2 separate regions of the Macaca mulatta genome follow, and region 2 is linked to region 1. Evidence: chromatin contacts called from public Hi-C data. All regions are on one chromosome and are shown on one strand. The core of a region is the stretch at or near the end of the contact, and the rest is flanking DNA. Distances in the headings are between cores, read along the strand shown.

Evidence for each region. A called contact is a pair of places that touch in the nucleus more often than the background predicts.
Region 2: a contact with region 1 is called in a Hi-C map of fetal cortex germinal zone, with 1.5 times the contacts expected there. The contact joins the promoter of CFLAR here to the promoter of NDUFB3 in region 1. A contact is called at or near these places in 2 of 14 Hi-C or Micro-C datasets (cortical neurons and fetal cortex germinal zone).

What each region holds. Positions count from the first base shown.
Region 1 is chr12:106,173,471-106,177,437 of T2T-MMU8v2.0, forward strand. It overlaps NDUFB3 (NADH:ubiquinone oxidoreductase subunit B3), which reads left to right and starts at 1,830. Exons shown (of 4, transcript XM_077957356.1): 1 at 1,830-1,894; 2 at 3,228-3,307. HYCC2 (hyccin PI4KA lipid kinase complex subunit 2) reads right to left here and starts at 1,504. Exons shown (of 12, transcript NM_001194005.2): 1 at 1,445-1,504.
Region 2 is chr12:106,216,192-106,220,158 of T2T-MMU8v2.0, forward strand. It overlaps CFLAR (CASP8 and FADD like apoptosis regulator), which reads left to right and starts at 1,951. Exons shown (of 10, transcript XM_015110713.3): 1 at 1,951-2,059.

The DNA.
Region 1 (3,967 bases), core at 580-3,079:
TATTGTGGAAACAATGAATTATAAAACTTTTTAAAAATAAGATAATTTAGTTAATTATATCTATAAATATATTTTGCCTCTGCCCGAGAGGTTCAGAGTCCACTTTTTAAACCTAATAATTCATAACTAGCTTATCAGACTTGTTTACAGAACAAACTACTTAAAAGTTGACTTTTTTCGGCCAAGCGCGGTGGCTCACGCCTGTAATCCTAGCACTTTGGGAGGCCGAGGCAGGCGGATCACCTGAGGTCCGGAATTCGAGACCAGCCTGGCCAACATGGAGAAACCCCGTCTCTACTAAAAATACAAAATTAGCCGGGCGTGGTGGCGCATGCCTGTAATCCCAGCTACTTCGGAGGCTGAGGCAGGAGAATGGCTTGAATTCGGGAGGCGGAGGTTGCTGTGAGCCGAGATCGCGCCATTGCACTCCAGCCTGGGCAACAAGAGCGAAACTCCGTCTCAAAAAAAAAAAAAAAAAAATTGACTTTTTTGCCCAAATTCAGACCACCACCTTATTTGCACAGTTGCTAACTTCCACAATATCCTGGGGGGAGGAAGAGATCTGCCAACTAATTTTCTACTCATTTTCCAACTTACACTTAGCTCCCACTGTAAATTTTTTAAGGATCCCCACTTTCCTGAAGATTTTTTTTAAATGTTGTCAGCCTTGACCCTCAAATAAATTCACAAACTACAAAACATGAACCTGCAAACTACAAAACATGAACCACATTCATCGCAACCTAGTATCTGTCAAGTCAAGTCCATATTTGGGATAAGCTCTTCGTGACTACTCTATCCTCCATGCTACCACCCTTCGCCTACAGAACCTGCCAAGGTAAAAGACACTCAAGCCAAAGAAAAAAGTGTTCTAATACATTAATAGGTTGAAAGACCTTCTCTCCCAGGAGGGGCAACCTAGTTGTTTGGGTAAATAACCGCCAAAGATTACATAATGTACAGCAATAATGAGTTTTCAGGATCTGACCGCCCGTAAATATTTTTCTTCTCCGCTCCCCTTCACCACCCCCAGGAAATAGCCCTAAGAAGCAATCACTGGGATTTCTTAGCTGTCTTCAATGCCGTGTCCTTTTCTCGCCTAGGGCTTTGTGCAAGGAATCCCTTCAGCCCTCACTACACCGCCTTGCTCCCGCCTCTCTCCTCCCTCTCTGCTGGCGCCAGCGCAGCCCCCACGCCCTAGGTGGGCCCCCACGTCGCCCCACAGGGCTCGGCTTCCACCCGCCTCGGCTGCAGCCTTCTCCTCCTCAGGACCCTCCCAAGATGTTACCTGGTTTACGAGAGGTTCTGGGACCACCAACACACCAACTACCGCCTTTCCAGACCACCCACGCCAGCTACCCTCTGTAGTTTCCGCGGCCGAAGGAGAAGAAAAACCCTCTTCACCTAGCACTTTGCGTCCCCCAAAGACAGTACCACCGCCTACCTGTCACCCTGCTGTCTCCGGCTTCCTACTGCCACCGCCTCCCGCAGCAGCCTGCCAACTGCAGCGCAACAACCAACCCTTTCATTGGGTGAGAGCACGCGCTCAACAACAGCCTCCCTGATTGGCTTCAGTATGTCCGCGGCCCTGCCCCCTGTGCGGTGTCTAAGGGTTCCGTCCCCAAGGAAGAAGAACATGTTCTCTTCCCCGCCTTTTTCTCTTCTACAGTATCTGTTACCTCAGTCAGATTGAAGATGCACATATGTGGGGAAGATAATCGACTTCCAGCCTCCTTCATGTAATCTCTTCCTGATTTAGGAATCTCTAACCCAGTACCGGAACGTTAAGCGGCTTCTCCGCTTTCCTGCCGTGAGAAACTCGAGGTGACAACCTCCGCTTCCGGTTGGTTCCGGTTGCAGAGTTGAGTGTCCTGAGAGGTCAGATTGAATTCAGGTAAATTAGGGAGTTGGTGGGAGACCGGTTGATTAGGATTAAGAGCTAGATTCTATTCTGGGGAGTGTAGAAAAGGAGAGACTAAATAAATGGAGAAGGATGGGAGGCTGGAAGGGAGATCAAAGAACTAGCAGGCGAGAACTAATGAAGTCTAAGTTTAAGTTGGGGTAGGGAGGGGTGATTGGAGGATTCAGTGAGCATTACTGTAGTTGTTACATAAAAGTGCTTTTTCCCGCCTTTGCCACACGCAAAATTGTCTTTGTTTGGCTTTGAATAGAACAAAGGCAGAAGAACAGCATCACTAAAAGTAAAACAGTTCATTTGTTATTTCCTAATATTCATATAATCACAGTTTTTTAAATACGAGGAAGTTAAGATATATACTTGGTAGTCTTCGGTAAACTAAAATTGCACGTAGTGGAAGTGGCATTATCTTCTTATTTCTTTCTTAGGGAAAGGATACCAGCACACATCTTCTTAGAGCCAGCTTCCTTTAGTGGAAGTTGATCCTCATCAGACTTTTAGATTCACTTCAGACACAGATAGATAGCTTTTTAAATTTTTGGTTGCATGTTTTTTTCTTTATTTAATTAATTTCCTTACTGTTATTTGAGCTGCTCTGAAACGGAAATAACCAGCATTTTTCAGTCCTCAGCACAATTTAAGTCAATTTTTCTAATTTTATTTTTTATTGTCAAGTATACATACAGAAGGGTGTATAAAACATACATTTTTTAAAATTATAACTAACAGAAGCAGACACTCCCGTAACCACCTCTTAAATTAGAAAATAAAGCATTGCCGGCCGGGCGCGGTGGCTCAAGCCTGTAATCCCAGCACTTTGGGAGGCCGAGACGGGCGGATCACGAGGTCAGGAGATCGAGACCATCCTGGCTAACACGGTGAAACCCCGTCTCTACTAAAAAATACAAAAAACTAGCCGGGCGAGGTGGCGGGCGCCTGTAGTCCCAGCTACTCGGGAGGCTGAGGCAGGAGAATGGTCTAAACCCGGGAGGCGGAGCTTGCAGTGAGCTGAGATCCGGCCACTGCACCCCAGCCTGGGCGACAGAGCAAGACTCTGTCTCAAAAAAAAAAAAAAAAGAAAAGAAAGCATTGCCAATACCTTAGAACATGCATTCTTAACAGGGGTGATTTTGCATTTCAGGGGGGTGAAAATTGGTGGGGCTGGGGTAGTAGGTCTTAGTTACTACAATGAGTTGTGTCCCTCCAAAGGGCCACAGTATATAAACATATATAGTGTGTATGTAGTGTTAAATTTTCATGGTGGGAGGGTCGTGATTAGGAATAAAATGTCTAGAAAGGTTCCTTACAGGGACAATAATTAAAAATTGGTTGAAAAACACTGCCTTAGCTGCCTGTATGTTTCTGTGATTCCATCTCCTCCACCAAGAGGTAACCATTATCCTGACTTGTGCTAAGCACTCACTTGTTTTACTTTAATTTTTCCATCTATGATGAATTCCTAAAAAAATGAATTGTTAGGCGTTTCAATTTATATAAATAGGATCCGAGTGCATGTGTATTTTTTTTCTGACTCACCCCTTGCTCATTATTATATTTGTGAAGATTCAATCATACTTTTGCATGTAGTTTTTGGTTGTATAATATATAGTGTGACTATACCATAATCGCTTCTGTTGTAATTGGACATTTGGGTTGTTTACAGTTGGGAGATAGAATAAACAATGTGGCTATAAAGATTCTTTTAAAAACATTTTTCTTAGGCTGGGCATGGTGGCTTACGTCTGTAATCCAACACTTTGGGTGGATAATTAGGTCTGGAGATCGAGACCATCCTGACCAACATGGTGAAACCCTGTCTCTACTAAAAGTACAAAAAATTAGCCGGTTGTGGTAGCGCATGCCTGTAATCCCAGCTACTCGGGAGGCTGAGGCAGGAGAATCACTAGAACCCAGGAGGCGGAGGTTGCAGTGAGCCGAGATCACACCACCCATTGCACTCCAGCCTGGGCAACAGAGTGAGGCTATCTCAAAAAAAAAATTTTCTTTTTTTTTTTTTTTTTTTTTTTTTTTGAGACGGAGTCTCGCTCT
Region 2 (3,967 bases), core at 701-3,200, 43 kb after region 1:
ACGGGTTTCACCGTGTTAGCCAGGATGGTTTTTTGTATTTTTTTAGTAGAGACGGGGTTTCACCGTGTTAGCCAGGATGGTCTCGATCTCCTGACCTCGTGATCCGCCCGTCTTGGCCTCCCAAAGTGCTGGGATTACAGGCTTGAGCCACCGTGCCCGGCCTCAAAATTTTTTAAAAATTAGTTGGGCATGGTGGCACCTGTAGTGGCACACCTAGCATGGTGGCATGCTAGGACCTCTAGTCCTAGCTACTCAGGAGGCTGAGGCAGAAGGATCCCTTGAACTCAGGAGGCAGGAGGTTAAGGCTGCAGTGAGCTGTGAGCGGGTCACTGCACTCCAGCCTGGAGTGAGACCCTTTCTCAAAAACAAACAAAAAACCAAACTTGGATAACTGACAAACAGTTTAGTATTTAATTACATGGAAAAACCAACAAAACAAGACAATTATTAACTCCAGAAAAAACTAAAAGTTGTGTGGGAAAGGAAAAGTAATCATAGTTTGGTACATTAACTTGGCTGTGACTACCGTTTACATGATTGTAATAGCATATGTACTGAAGATTAATCAGAATCAGAATGTAACTATCTTGGGAAGATGGAGAGATTAAAAAAAAAAAGGTTGGGGGTGAATATGGGGTGAAAGTAATGGAGAAAAAGAGCTAAAGTCTCCTCTTGTGTCTCAGCACTCCACCCAAGGTAGAGCCTCTGAATGGAAGAAGGACTTTGCCACCTCTCCACCACACTTCCCCAGGATTTAGCTTCAGCATCAGGTAGCTAGGGGCAAGATGAGAAATGCTGACATGCTGGTCTCTGACTGGGAGCTGTGGGAAGACAGAGGTTCTTAGTTGCAGCCGTCTGGAGTGGAGTCTGTCTTGCTGCACAAAGGCAGAGGTTTGCTTTAAATACCACAAACTCTCACATTCTGATGCAAGAATTTTTATAGATTTTTTGGAATACATGTTTCTTCATTTGCTGTTTGCCCTTAGGACCATTTCAGACGCTTAAAATAGTTAATGGTTGTTTGTTGTTTTAAATAATTTTCAGTTTCACTAGGGGTGAATCCTGAGCTCTTCATGCCGTCCTGCAGTTAGTCTCTCTTGGTATTATTCTTCACCTTTCCTGTGAGTTTAAAATTATTTCAAGAAAAGTTAAAGCTTTTTAAGAATCACAATAAAGTAGATAGATAATAGGAATAAATAAAAACTTAGCGGGGCGCGGTGACTGACGCCTGTAATCCCAGCACTTTGGGAGGCCGAGGCGGGCGAGGATCACTTGAGGCCAGGAGTTGGAGACCAGCCTAGCCAACATGGTGAAACCCTAAAATTAGTCGGGCATGATGGCCTGTGCCTGTGGTCCCAGCTACTCGGGTGGCTGAGGGGGTTGGATGGCTTGGGCGCAGGAAGTCCAGGCTGCAGTGAGCCGTGATGGCGCCACTGCCTTCTAGCCTCGGCGACAGCGCGAGACCCTGTCTCAAGAAGGAAAACAAAAAACAACATACACACAAAAAAACCACAAAGTGCGTTCACGTTTGCTATGACTCCCAGACATCAAATCATAAACACTCGCGCCTGGCTGGGTGGCTCACGCCTGTAATCCCAGCAGTTTGGGAGGCCGAGGCGAGCGGATCACAAGGTCAGGAGTTCGAGACCATCCTGGCCAACAGTGAAACCCCGTCTCTAATAAACACAAAAATTAGCCGGGAGTGGTGGTGCGCGCCTGTAGTTCCAGCTACTCGGGGGGCTGAGGCAAGAGAATAGCTTGAACTAGGGAGGCGGATGTTGCAGTGAGCTGAAATTGCGCCACTGCACTCCAGCCTGGGCCGCACAGTGAGACTCCGTCTCAAAAAAGAAGAAAGCAAGCAAGCAAAAAAAAAAAAAAAACCCCAAAAAACCTCGCAGTGTTTACTCCTAACGCGTGGAACTTATGTCGACATCCACCCTCGGTTACTGCATACTCAGTCACACAAGCCAAAGCAGGAAACAGCGAGTTGGCAGCCTCACCGACGAGTCTCAACTAAAAAGGACTCCCGGAGCTAGGGATGGGGACTCGGCCTAACACAGTGAGTGCCGGCTATTGGACTTTTGTCCAGTGACAGCTGAGGCAAAGCCCAGGGCTATCCAAAGACCACGGGAGGGGGTGTGGGAGAGAAGCGCTGCGAACAGCCATCGCCCAGCACCGAGTCCGCTTCCGAGTCCGCTTCCAGGCTTTCGGTTTCTTTGCCTCCATCTTGCGTGCGCCTTTCGGGCGTCTAGGGGAGCTAAGGCTGAGGTGTCAGCGGCAGGAGAGTCCGGCCGCGACAGGACGGTACGTGCCCCACGCTCTACCCCCCGCCGGCGGCGCCGGAGCTGTCCCAGACCCCAAGCCCCGACGCCCGGCCCTGAGTCAGCGTTGCAGCAGGCCCTGAGCCGCCGCGCGCCCACGCGCCCACGTCCCACTCCTGCCGCTCCTCACAGCCCTGCGCTCCGGGAAACTGCAGGTGGCCGGCAGTGGCCAGGGGATGGCGGGGGCGCTTCTGGAACCTGACTCAGTTTTGTAGATTTCTTATCTCGGTTGTTTACCGCGGGCTGAGCGGAATGCCCCCGCTTCCGCTTCCGCCCCGCTCCGAAACCCCGAACCCTTTCTGCTGGCAACTCCGCCCCGGATTCCCAAAAAGGGGCGACCTGGGCCACTGCGGTCCGAGCTTCACCCCAATGGACCTGAGAGACCGGAAGTAAACCTTGGCTAACTCTAGCCGCCCCCTGCAGCCGCAACCGCAGAGGCCCACCCGCGAGCTTCAGTGGCGGGTCCTCAGCGTTGTGTAAACTTTGCTTAAAATGATCTTGAGAGTTCAATTCTTGGAGTGAACTGTTGAGAAGATCTGGCACTTTTCCTTTCGAAAGTTGTTGGGAACGTGGACTTTCCCAACAGTTGTGTGTGCGTTCGACCTCACTCAGTGGGAGCCGCCGCCCTGTAGGGAATTTAACAATAGCCTAGTCAGGGCTGTTATTTTCCAGAGCAGTTTAATATCTATTTTGCCCAAGTGCAAGGAAAGCTTGCCTTGGAAAAGCTGGGAATGCCTGACTGAAGAAACGTTTTTAGAGCCTTTTAAAATGAACCTGTTTCTGCCATTTTTCCACCGCTTCAAAAGGACTGGGAAATGTAAAATGACTTCAAGATGTTCTTACTTGAGAGTGTCCGGATTTGGACAGAAGGCCATGTTCTTTTAATATTAACAGTGGCACGCAGTAGAACAAAGGCCACTGAAATTCAGAATTAGTTTTTGGCTCCACGGAGTAGGAAGTAAATTCAAGGACGCCAGAGGTCTTACGAATGTTTTAATTGGTTGACATTTGAAATTTGTTCTTAAGCAATGAGGGGTGAAACCAGTAGGGGGTTAGCATATAGCATAAGTAAAGCGTTTTGAATATCAACAAACTGCAATAATCTAGAACTGAGAGCGGGCTCTGGAAGGTTTGACCTGCTTTAGAGAGAGATTTCAGATAAGAAGAACGGAGTTTTTGGCCCTTTTCGGGTTGGTGATTCCCCTAAATAACCTTACAAAAGTTTTGTTTAACAAAAAACCTGGCTCGAGCTCCAAGATCTTTTTTTTTTTTTTTTTTTTTTTTTTTGAGACAGAGTTTCACTGTTGTTGCCCATGCTGGATTGCAATGGCACAGATCTCTGCTCACCGCAACCTCCGCCTCTCGGGTTCAAGCAATTCTCCTGCCTCAGCCTCTCAAGTTGCTGAGATTACAGGGATGCACCACCATGCCCTTAATTTTGTATTTTTAGTAGAGACGGGGTTTCTCCATATTGATCAGGCTGGTCTCGAACTCCCGACCTCAGGTGATCCGCCCGTCTCGGCCACCCAAAGTGCTAGGATTACAGGCGTGAGCCACCGCGCCCGGCCCAACTCCAAGATCTAAACAAAAAAGACTGGGTCGAAAGGGAGTTTTGAATGTTTACTGTTTGCTTTACATACATTTAA